2 separate regions of the Ovis aries genome follow, and region 1 is linked to region 2. Evidence: chromatin contacts called from public Hi-C data. All regions are on one chromosome and are shown on one strand. The core of a region is the stretch at or near the end of the contact, and the rest is flanking DNA. Distances in the headings are between cores, read along the strand shown.

Region 1 (6,275 bases), core at 1,471-3,970, 73 kb after region 2:
TGTTGTTGTTTTAATCTAGGGTTTTCCCAAATCATTTGACTATTGGACAGCCCCCCCACCCACCCCCATAAAAACAGCTAGTTTTCTCCACCACTTTCTATTGGTGGTGGGTCCATTACCATTCATGGAGTGGTAGTCTCTAGAACCTGCTTTATAAGGACCGTGCTAGGCCTGCTACCTGCAGAAGGAGCAAAGGTGGGTTTCCATGGCTGGTGGCCTGAACCCTGTGCCTGCCCATCAGCCACGGCCCATGGGTAGCTCTTACTGGCTGCTTGTAGCCTTCTACAACCTGGGTCCAGCTTAACTTTTGTATGTATTATCTTTACTCCTTAGGATACAGCATGGGTTCAGGTCTTAGAGAATCATATCTTTGCCCCATAATTTTTTCCCACTGTTCCTTTACCCACACTCATCTGCTGGGAAACCATCACCTTCAAAGAGCCTTCTCTGAGCCCCTTCATTGGAAATCATGCAGCCCCGCTGCACGTTAAAACCATCTGCTTGGGGCTCACCCTGGGCTGGTTGAATCTGAAACTCTAGGGTGGGTAGGATCTGGTATTGGCAAGCATCAGGGCCTTGAAGGTGACCAGGCAAGGACCCTGAGCTGATGGTGTGCTCCTGGCTTCCTGGGTTGTCATGGGCTGAGAGGCAGCACCCATGTCTGATGACCCCCTAACGTGGGGCCAGTTTTCTTGTCCTGGGCGGGTGTGAATGTCCAAGGGACACTTCTCTCCTGGGTCTTTGTGCCCTGTCACCAGTCTGGTTTTGAATGTCACAAGTAATTAAATATTCCATGATGAGTTCACTTTGGAGCCTTAATCTAATCAGCCTCTTTCTGGATCTTTCATTCCTGTAGGTTAGTTAATTCCTTAGATGGGACTGAGATCCCAGTGTACTTTATCTTCATGAGACCGCCAAATGATGTTTCAGAATTTTATGATACTGTCTTCTGTACATGAAATCTTACTCCTTGTGTGCAGAACCTGGATGTGACTTTCGAGTTGTTGTGAATAAGTGTAAAAAGTGCTTTGTATCTGGTAGTGCAAAGGCCAGGTTTCCCTATTTCCTTGCCTTCTGTCAGTTCTTGGTTCTTTTTAGTTATAGATTTTTTTTTTCCCCCCCTGAGGGACTTTCAGGTGTGAGTGGCTAGAATGTTGTTGATGGGTCACTAGTGCTTAAAGGAGAGAACAAGATAAAAATAAGCAAAGCAAAGCATTCCCAACTTAGTACTGCCTCTGCCCTGGCAGCCTCACAGGTGTGCCCTTTCTCTGCATTCTCTGCTCCGAGTGAACATCAAGGCAGTTGCTCATTGAGATCAAATCCACGAAAACCATTACCTGGATGTTATTCATCTCTTGACATCTTTGGCAAACACTGGCCCTTTCCCCTTGCCAGCCTTACAGGTGCTGTGTTGGGAATAAATTGAGTGGGCAGAGAACATCCTGAGAAGTGGCCCAATAAGCATCTTAGTGCTGAGAAGGGTTTCCAGAAGACGGTGTCATAGCATTGTTGTTACTCTGAGCTCAGCAAGCCGAGCCAAATGCAGACGATGGATTGCTGTGCTCTCAATGAGAGGGCTCTTGGCATTTGGGGAGGGACAGTTCTTCACTGCTTGGGACTGTCCTTAGACTTACAGGAGGTTGAGCTTCCCTCTTCTCTGCCAACAAGTTACAGGTAACCCTCCAGTCGTTATGATAAGCAAAACTGCACATACCTCCTTACAGTTGTTCCCAGGGGGGTATAAGTGCCCTGGTTAAGAGCCATGTGGATTAGCTTTAAAAAATGCTCCTTGACAGCTTTCTATTCAGTTCAGTTCAGTTGCTCAGTCATGTCCGACTCTTTGTGACTGCATGGAGTGCAACACGCCAGGCCTCCCTGTCCATCACCAACTCCCGGAGCTTACTCAAACTCATGTCCATTGAGTCGGTGATGCCATCAAACCATCTCATCCTCTGTCGTCCCCTTCTCTTGCCTTCAGTCTTTCCCAGCATCAGGGTCTTTTCCACTGAGTCAGCCCTTTGCCTCAGGTGGACAGCTTTAGAGGATATATAATTTTCTGAAGGAGAACAAGGAAGGTTTTGGAATATCCTTCCTCCAGGGCTTTATGGATAAGGTGACCACCTCTCTCCAGCATCTGATCTGGTTGTGTTTGAAGACGAGGTGTTAGAAGATCCATTTCTAGTCTAGCTTAGTCTCTCTGGTTGCAGACCCAGTTGGTGGAGCCTCATTTGGAGCCTCGCTGTGTGATCGAATCGCCTGAAACTGCGCAGCTTTGGGCGAGTCATCTATCGCTTCACTGGTCTTCTGCAGCCCCTAAAAGAGAGACATGTGCAGAGATGGTTTCCAGGAGATTCTAAAGCCCTGGTCAGCTTTCAGACTCTGCTACTGAGATTTTCCTCCAGATTCCACTTTCCCATAGGATGTCCTTTGGTGGCTGCAGTCTTGCTGACCAACATCTTTGAAGGAGAGAGGCTGCTGAATACACAGTAGGCCAGGAGGGCATCTCAGGTCCAGAAACCCTGAACGAACAGAATGGCTGAGAATTTTCCATAATAGAAAATGGACTCCTTATTATTAACAAAAGCATCAGGGAGGGAGAAGAAGGGGAAGAAATGATGAAAAGAATAATAGTGGCCAGACTGTAGTGACTTCAATGTCAGGAAAGCCTCATCTGCCCCGTAGAAAGTTTAGGCTTGAGAAGCCCCAGGACTTCTGGCAGTGTCTATGGCTGCTGCCCCCTGCAGGCCAGAAGTGGAGCTGCAGGCAGCCTGCCACCCACCCAAGCCTGCCTTGTCTTGACCCCTGGCCATTTTTGTGAGTCACCTGTCTGGGTCCGTTTTTTTTTTTTTTTTTCTTTTCATGTTAAAATAGGCAAACTACGTCTCTCTCTCTCTGTTTTATCAGGATCTAGATGGTTTGTGGTTTTGTTTGTTTCCGGAAGATGTTTACTTTTGGATCACCTGATGGAAAAGTCCAGTCCTGTTTGCAGCGTGACTATTTACACACAGTTGTCGTCCTTTTCAGCAATGGCAGAAATTGTTTCTAAAGAATAAATTGCCCCCATTCTCCCCTTTCTCTGGCCCCTTCCTTCGGCTCCCTTGGGAGAGATGAATGCTACGTGGCCCTGGGTGCTCTGGGGCACCCTTTCAAGGCAGATGCCTTCCACCTTTCTTCTTAGAGGGCAGTCCCCCAGCCTTTGTCATGGGGGAAACTTGATATCCTGGGAAACTTCCACTCCCCTAGCCAGGCATCAGTGAGGGCCTCTCCATCCACAGCCAGTGAAGACCGTTGAAACCAAAAGGGCAACGAGTAATCCAGTTTGGTATTTTATTTCTAGCCCCAGTATCATCCCAATCTCCACCCCGGCCAACCTCGGTGGCACCCCCACTCTCCAAACGTAAGGTAAGTACCTGAGCTCCCAGCGCTGTCCTTTTCTACTTCTACTGTCTTTTTCCAAGCTCTCCTTTCCTACTCCGTTGTGAATTGAAATTCTGCATTGGAAACCACTGTTAAAAGAGTTATCTTGTCCTGGAAGAGATGAGTAATTTGCAAAGCAAAAGAAGCCAGTAATGGGTCTGGATTTACTAAAGCTTATGCTTGATGAAATAAAATGAACTGGGAGGGGATTTTTTTGGTTTGGTTTTGTTTTAGTCAGTCTAACCTCAGATCTTTGGGGTTTGGTTTTATGTTTTAAATGTTGCTTAGAGTTTAAGTAACATTTTTCTGTCCTGAGAATTCATCTACTAAAAATACGGTTAAAGCTCAGGGATTTTTGTTGTGGGACTTTTTTGAAAGGATTTTTTTTTTTTTCCACCAAGGATGGAGTAGAGGGTTGCTTTCTGTGATGGTGAATTTTTTTCTAAACCTTGGGGTCAGTAAACTTTTCTGTAAAGGTCCAGATGGTCAGTATTTTCAGCTTTGTGATCTCTATCACAACTACTCAACCCTGCTATTGTACTGAATCGCTTGAAAGCAGCCACAAAGGATACAGAAGTGAATGGGCCTGTCTGTGTTCCTGGAAAGCTTATTTATGAAAACAGACAGTGGGGTTTAGGCTGAGGGCCGTGTTTGCCCACCTGTGTCCTAACCGACCGTGGTCCTTCCCAGGTAAACTGGCATCTGCTTTGTTGCATTTATGATTAAGTTTGGGATTTTTTTTTTTAATGCCAGCTTCGTAAAAGCAAACGTTCCTTTTAAGATTTGAATTTTAGATCAGTCTTAATGGGTGTTTATGTGTGAAGCTCTTTCAGAAACATAGTTGGCGAATTCAGTTTGTATAAAGTTATTTCTTAGTGAGATTGCGAGCCTGGCTCCTTGAGAGAGTATGGTGAACGGAGTGATGGGAATACATCCATTCAGAACAAGGCCAAGGAGAGCAGTTAGTGCTTGATCTTTCTTACCCAGTCTGTTGTGGATCCTGTAGGACGACAGTGCGGTTTGATCATAAGCACTTGATGTCCATGGAACATTGAAAAGCAAGTTAGACCAGTGAACTAATACCTCTCAAAGTTTCTGTATTGCAGAGACCATTTCTTTTCCAGACATGAGGCATGGAAGAGATTCATATAAATGCTTTTTAATTTAACTTCATGCTTACAAAACATAACACTCATTTTCGCCTGTTTACCATGTTGGTTTCCTTGCGAGGCAGTCTTCGCTGGGAATGCTAGGAAGGCTGGGCTTTGCAGCTCGCAGGTGGCCCTGATGCCCAGCACCATCTGTGCCACCTGGGAGCTTGACCATGCAGAGTCCCAGCCCCACCCCAGACCTCCAGCATCAGAATCTCTGGGGGTGGGACCCAGCATATGGTATTTTCTCAGACTCTCCATGAAAAGAGAATTATTTGGTCCAGCACTTTTAGAGAAGGCTGAATAAGGCATTCACGGTGTATGTTCCCATGGCAACAGCTCTGAGAATTCCTGTAGAAAAGGAACCTTTTTCACCATCACCTAGCTTTTCCCAGACTGACTAGATCCTTAGACACCCTTGGAGGGATGATGGCCCAGCCACAGGCAGCGCTGTTCTCAACTTGGAAGTTGATAGAGGACCAGAGCATCTGAATTTAAAAAAACACTTGAAAGTAGAAAATGTGTTCGTTTCTTCTGAAAGCCATCTGCATTCATGCACTTCATGGTTTCCCCTGCCCATTTCCTTGCGCTTGTGTTGTTTCGCTCAATTCTCTGATTGTCTTCCATATCCCCCCACTAACTGCTCCCTCTGCAAACAAAACAGGCCATCCTTTCAGGATGACAGGCCGCATTGGAAAGCGTCGGCCAGTGGAGATGACAGCCATTTCGATTATGTCCACGACCAGAACCAGAAGAACTTAGGAGGAAAGCAAAGTATGATGTATCGAGATAAAGTCATGACTGCACTTTGAGAGACTGAAGCGTCTTACTTCCATTCACCATCATAGTTTCATTCCATCCCATGGAAAGTGCCTTGGCATCACATGGACGTGTTTATAGAAATATCTCCGAGGAATAGTTCTGAATGGTGTTTTCAGTGTCCGTGTAAATATTTGCACGTAACCACGATAGGTAGTCATAACTCACTGTGGACTGCATTCTCAATAAAATGAAGGTAGTTAAAGGCTCAGGAATTGTTTTGATATTCTGATTTTAAAATTGGAGTATAAGTCTGTGTTTACTGTATTGCTGTGTACCTTATGTTTCTTTGTTATTTAATGATTGGGACCAAATAAACCCAGGAAAACTTGGGAATATTGCTCTGTAGAGAGAGTATCATGTAGTGCCGCAGTGGGGATTCGGATCACTGGGGCCCAGCTTCCGTCTTGTGTGATCTTGGACAGACCATTTTCCCTCTGTTGGCCTCGTTTTCCCTCCCCTAAAAGAGCAGGTTGGACTAAATGAGCAAAGGTCTTCTCTAGCTCTAAAATTCTGTGATTTAACAACATTTAATATGTTTAGGCTGAGCACATAACATTCAGACTTTCTCTAACAGAGGATTACCTCTTTCAGAAGCTAAGTAAAGTACGTAACATGTTAGAGGTTATATAAATACAGGGAGATTTTGAATTTCCTATCTTAAAGCAGTTTAGCCACTTTGAATTTTAGCAGTTTTATTAATCATAAATCGCATAGCATTTGTCTTTATAGAAGTTACTGCTCAAGTACAAGAATAATTTTTTAATGTCTTAATGATTGGTGCTGCTAACTTGCATGATTTCAGAAGACATAATTAGGAATACACACTGTCAGAATATTCAGAGTTTGAGGGTTGGTTTTTATCCTAGACTTCCTTATTTTAAGAAG
Region 2 (6,038 bases), core at 641-3,140:
TTGGGGGGAGAGGAGCAGAGTGGATATTGGAAGGCTGATTGCAGGTGCACCCTCAGAATACACTGTCACCAGGTAGACCCCTGTGGAGTCATAAGAGAAACATCAGGCCACAGGGGAGGGTACTGGCTGCTGCCATTCAGGAGCTCTGAGACCTCAGGCAAGGATGTTACTTCTCTAAGCCCCAAACTCCACCTAAGTCAATGGGGGATAAACAGAATATCTAGAAAGGTTGGAATGAGGGTAATGAAAATACCATCCATGAAATCACCTAAGACAGTGCCTAATCCTCAGTAAATGTCGATTTTGGAATACCTCCTGAATTCATCCTTCTCTTTCTCTTTCCCCTTTGCTGTGGCCACTGCCTCTGTCCAGGTCTCTCAGAAACCATGCCACATGCCTCAGCCTGGCAGTGGTTAGGAGCAACAGCTTTAAATCCCAGCAAACGAGCCCCTATTTGAAATGAAATCTGGAGCAAGTCTCTTAAGCTCTCTAAGCTTCAATTTCCTCCTCCGTACAATGGGGATAAAACCATTTATGGAACCAGGCTGTCCTGAGGATTTAGTGAGATGATGAATGAGAAGGGCTTAGCACAGTGTCAGGCACACACAGAAGAAAAGCAGTGCTGTTCTCAAGAGGCCTGACCTTCCTTCAACCACACTGGACAACCCACTTCTCCTTGAACCAGTCCTTGAACCTGGGGAGCATTGTATACCTGAGGAGCATTGTTTATAAACATTTCCTCTGCCTCCAATATTCTCCGTGTATCCTCATAGACTACCTCCTAACGTGTCAGTTCTGCTCCGCTCCTCAGTAACTTCTTCAGCCTTCACTCTTATAAGTTGTGGCTATTTATGCGGGCCTCTGTGGATGGCAAAGAGACAGGACTGAGCGACTGAACACACACGCACGCACACACGCACATTTCCTCCATACTGGACACGAGTTCCTTGAGGAAAGGTGTTTTTCTGCGTAGTCCATTGGAAAAGTACACCTCTCCTAGCCTGGCCTCAATTTCCTTATCTGGAATGTGTCCATCGGACTGGAATGGCAGAAAGGGCCCTTTCAGCTCTGAGATTTTAAACTGACAGAATTTAAGTTGTGGGGACCTGGTAGATTACCTAGTCCACCCCACCCCCATCCTTTTCCAGAAAGGGAAACTGAGGGCCTAGCAGGGCCTCCGCTTCCTGCGTTTTTCTCTCGGCCTCCCGGGCATAGCTCCCCTGAGGGCATGCAGCCTGGGTTTACAAACTAGGCAAGGGGAGACCCTCGGGCGTCTTCAGGGCTCGAGGCGCCGGAAACACGTGTGTGCTCACCTACGTGTACACACGTGAGCACACCTACAGCAGCAGGGGGCGCTCGGGCCGGCAGGGGGCAGCACAGACTCGGTTTGCAAATACCCGGCGCAGCCCCGAGGGAGGAGGGCGTGCTGCAGTCCCGGCGGCGGCGGCGGCGGCGGCGGCGGCAGCGGCGGCTGGAGGTGCAGCCTCCCAGGTGGGAGGCGGGGGCTGCGGGCGCAGGAAAAGGCGCCTGGGGAGCGGGTACTCGGCGGGGCCTCCTCGGTCCGGGGCGCGGCGAGTGGGAGCGAGCGCGCCAGGAGCACGCAGGCGCCCTGCTCCGGCTGGCCCTCGGCCGGCTCGCGGCGCGGGAGCAGCCGGCAGCCCGCCCCCGCGCCCCCCGCAGCCCCCCGGGCCGCCCGCGGCCGGCCGTCGGCAGCGGCTCCTCGGCCGTGAGCGCAGGCCGCCGGCCCGGCAGAGCGCGTGGCGGCGGAGGCGGCGGCGGGACGGCTGCCGGGCCGCCCCGAGCGCGCCCTCCCGCCCGCGGCCACTCGCAGTCGGCGCTGGCCCGGCCGGCGCGCCCCGCAGGCACCCGGAGCGCGGCCTCGGCCTCGGCGGGAGCGAGCCCCGGGCCGCAGCCGGCGGGAGGAGGCGCGGGCGGGCGCTGGCACTGACGGCGTCGCGGGGCACTCCCGGGCGGCGGCGCAGCGGCAGCGGCGCAGGGGGCGGAGGCAGGGGACGCCCCCAGCCAGGATGCTGCGGTTTCTGCGCCGGACCTTTGGCCGCCGCTCCATGCAGCGCTACGCGCGGGGCGCGGCAGGGCGCGGGGCCGCCGGGCTGGGGGACGAGCGCGACGGGGGCCCGCGGGGGGGCCCGGCCGCCGCTGTCTCCACGCTGCCCGCCGCGCCCGGGGGCAGCGTGTTCCCGGCCGGCGGCGGGCCCCTGCTCACGGGCGGCGCGGCCGTGCACATCTCTGCCGCCGGAGCCTCCAAGGCCACCCTCTACTGCCGCGTCTTCCTGCTCGACGGTACCGAAGTGAGCGTGGACCTGCCGGTGAGTGACGGAGCCGGTCCGGGCCACTGGCACCCCGGGGCCCGTGGGGCAGTTCCCTTCCCCCGATGCTCCCCTCTGGGGCGCTCCCCTTGTACCTCTCCGGGATCCCCTCCCCCTTCTGCGCGCACTCCTAGTCCTGGTTCCCTCTCTGGCCACCCCATTCTGCTCTCTTCCGGGGGGCCCCATCCCTGGCCCGCGCCCCCTCAAGTCCCAAGTCCCCGCCCCTTGGCGCGGGTGACTGTTGTTCCCCTGAGGTCTTTGAGGTTCCTGCAGCGGCCTTCTTGGAGCTGGGCTGTCGTTTAGAGAATGTCAAAACAAGGCGGGGCTGCCCCGGGGTAGCCCGTTTGCCCCCACAGACTCGCCACCAGGCCGTGGTGGCAAGGCAGGGGAGGAGAAGCCCGCTCGCCTCCTGGCCGGCAGGTGCCCCAAGTTTGGGAGGGAGTCAGGGGAGTATTTCTGCTCTTTCCAGTCCCCATCTGGGCGCTCCCCACCCCTTCATCCCATCCTAAACAGCCCCTCTGGCCCGCTGCCTCACAGGGGGTTGGGCGACTTGGGAGCTAACTCGAGAATCGACTCTCGCTGATCGGGTCAACTTTGCAGCGGCAGAGCTCCTTTCTGGGCCGCTGGGAGTCGGACCCCGGGTGCCCCCGGGCCTGGGGCGCCGGACTTTCCCCGGGGTCTGTGCAGGGAGCCGCGGAGGCACCCCAGGGCGGCTGCGCCGCGGCCTCAGCCCGGGCCACCCGCCCACAGGTGGTTGCACCCCGCCCCCTGCAGCGGAGAGCTCGGCTGGCGCTGCTGTCCCCGCCAGGGCGTCCGGCCACCAGCGGGTCTTTCTAGCCCAAGGGGCCAGATCTGATCAGATCGAATCCGCACATTAATGGGGCGCCTACTGTGCACCCGGCGCTGCGGCAGACGTTGCCTTTGGGATTCTTTGGGTGTGACTGAGGACACAGAAATGATAGAGCTTTAGATGAATGTTACAGATCGTCCCGAGGGTTTCAAGCGGGGCGGGCGGAATAACATACCCGGACTTCTAAAGAAAGCATTCAGACCTTCTCGGGTTGGGGAAATTGGACGTCAGGAAAGAACTGGCTGGGAACCTGTAAGGGTTTTAGATGGGAAAATCAGAGCCTGCCTGGCCTGCGGTTTAATGTTTCCTTGTGTTAGGTTTAATTTTGAGACAGTTTCAGTTTATGGCGATTTTATTTTTGTGGTTCCTGGTGCTCTCCATAGGATATCATTTTGTTACGATAATACCCTTCGGGGGCCTTTTTATTCATGGAAAAGGAGCCAACATTCCAGTGCTCAGAGCAGTTGTCTTTAAAATAGTATTAAAATGTTACTGTTTTTCCAAGACTGGGCTCTCCAGCTTTTTATTCTGCTGGGAGAGGAGGCTTGAAAAAGGGGAGAGGGGCGGGCCCAGCCGAGTGGAGGAGAGGTGAGTGGGTTGCTTCTGGAGCGGGCAGCTGGTGTGTGGAGAGGATGTGGCGCGTTCTGCATCTCAGATCTGCGAAAGGAATGCTCTGGTTGGGAACTTTGACAACGCTCACTGCTGATGATTTTCTTGTCTGTTCCCCTGAGATGGTTCGTTTATGAAATGTATTGCGTTTGTCAGGTTTCTGCGACAGGCTTAAGTGGTGTCTCTGAGATGAAAAATGCAAACCCAGTAAAAATGCATGCGTGGTGAATAGACCCAAACAGGTACCCAGATGAACAGGTTGGGATGCGAAGGCTGACTTACCTCAGCTGGCGGAGCCCTGGCCCAGCATGGCAGAGGCAGGTTTTGCATCCTAAAGGTTTCTTCGCTTAATTAAAGGCTACTTGACAGAAGAATTCACTAGGTTTTCTTACAATGGCAGATTTGTTTCCTTTTTGTAAAAGAAAATTTATTTATTTATTTATTTTTCGGTTACATTGGGTCTTCCCTGCTGCTTGGGTTTTTACCTAGTTGCAGAGAGAGCCGTAGGGGGCGGGGGCTACTCTTCACTGGCGGTGTGCAGGCTTCTAGCTTCGGTGGCTTCTCTTGTTGGGGAGCACAGGCCCTAGGCACACAGGCTGCAGTAGTTGTGGCATAGCGGTTTAGCTGCTCTGCAGCATGTGGGATCTTCCCAGACCAGGAATCGAACTTGTGTTCCTTGCATTGGCAGGCGGATTCTTATCCACTGTATTCACCAGGGACGTCCAATGGGATGCCTTAAGATGTTATTTAGTGAACTTCCGATTTTATTTATATAGACATGCATATAATGTATATGTGCTGCCTTTAGGCAGGTCCAGAGCAAATGTTGGCTTTGGTCATCTGTGCCCTTGCTTGGGGAGGAAAGATGGAGAAGAATTCACCAGGAAGCACAGCTCATTGACTGAAAGATTTATTCACTGTTAGATCTGCATCACAGTCTCCCACAGTCATCCTCAGAGTTTCAGTGCCAGTACAGCATGGGCTCCAAGCAGCCCGGCCTCCATGAAGCTGTAGCATCTGTGCTTCTTCTCAGCCCCATTTCACCAAGCTCACTTTTTATACTGTCCTTTTTTGGCATTTAGTCCCACTGGTCATGCTTCTCGTCCCTTGCATTCCTGAATTTTTACCGCTTCTTGGGCCCTGGGATGGCTTTGCGGCCTGGTATACCGGATTTACCTTTGACCGCCATCTCCCTAAGCTGGATTTTCTGTCTCCAGTCACTTGCTCAGGCACAAAGCACACTTGCCAGGCTAACTATGGCTCTTTTGTAATTAAAACTCTCTGGTGTTGGTAGCGTCATGCATTCTCTGCTCAGCATACTAACCATGCTTAGGCATTGTCATAAGCCGTTTTATTAGCCCTCGTCAGGAGGCCTGTGTTCCAGAAGTGTTTCAAACACAAGGCCCTCAGTGGGATTGTGCTGGGGCACCTTGGTTTTTCGCTGGGCTGTGGACCCAAAGGTGAATGAGACGTGGCCTTGAAGCCCTTGAGAAACACAGGTGGCAGTGTGTCTTTTTACTGTAAGTGATGCTGAGCTCACAGGCTCACCAGATAGGGTGCTGGGGGATGGATGAATCAGGAGGACTTCCTGGAGACTTTGATGCTTGTGGCTCTAGGATCTCAAATCCAGTGCCCCTTATGCATTTTTAGACTCCCTGTTGTTTCAGGGAGTCAGCCACTTCTTGGCCATGCCACGGCCCCGCTGTTATATATAACAAAGGAAGAAGCAGCTGTAATTGTCTTCTCCAGTGATGCTTCCCTGATGGAGCCTGGAGCCCCCTTCCCCAGGTGGTGGGTCTCATCCTCTCGCATGCCTGTGTGTTCTTAACCTTTGCTGTGCATCAGGATCTTTGGGGAAAAAAAAGAATCCATCTATAATGGGCAATCTGGAGTGGGCTTCCTGTGCCAACCCAGCTCCCAGGGGAGGCGTTGGCCCACCATACAGACCAGAGTGCCCCACCAGAGCCACTCCTCTTCAGAAACCTGGGTGCTGGCTCAGAAGGTTCGTCCCCCTCCGAGGCCCCGCCCTGCCAGGCCCAGCCCTCAGGTGTGGTCTGGCCAGAGCAGGGCAGGACTCCCTCGGCCTGCCCCAGACTCTTCCCTTCTGTTAATGCTGCTGAAGATCCCATTAGTGTGTTTGGCAGCGGCACCCGCTGTTGACTCATATTAGCTCTCTGTTGACTAAATCCCTGGCATCGCTTTTGCTCGTGCGGCTGTTGCTCAGCCCTGTCTCCCCCCTCCCTTGCATGCGC

Evidence for each region. A called contact is a pair of places that touch in the nucleus more often than the background predicts.
Region 1: a contact with region 2 is called in a Hi-C map of liver, with 4 times the contacts expected there. The contact joins the enhancer-like site here to the promoter of EPB41L4B in region 2. A contact is called at or near these places in 9 of 16 Hi-C or Micro-C datasets (blood, hypothalamus, liver and 4 more).

What each region holds. Positions count from the first base shown.
Region 1 is chr2:14,083,806-14,090,080 of ARS-UI_Ramb_v3.0, forward strand. EPB41L4B (erythrocyte membrane protein band 4.1 like 4B) reads left to right here. Exons shown (of 25, transcript XM_060408974.1): 15 at 3,338-3,402. Among named protein-coding and RNA genes, the nearest start is that of EPB41L4B, 74 kb to the left of the region's middle. Within about 2 kb of position 2,721, at least 2 of the 54 cell types and tissues checked have an H3K27ac peak or open chromatin away from gene starts, as enhancers often do. A contact at or near this core is called in liver, where this site is marked.
Region 2 is chr2:14,011,490-14,017,527 of ARS-UI_Ramb_v3.0, forward strand. It overlaps EPB41L4B (erythrocyte membrane protein band 4.1 like 4B), which reads left to right and starts at 1,891. Exons shown (of 25, transcript XM_060408974.1): 1 at 1,891-2,327. The coding sequence starts at 2,028.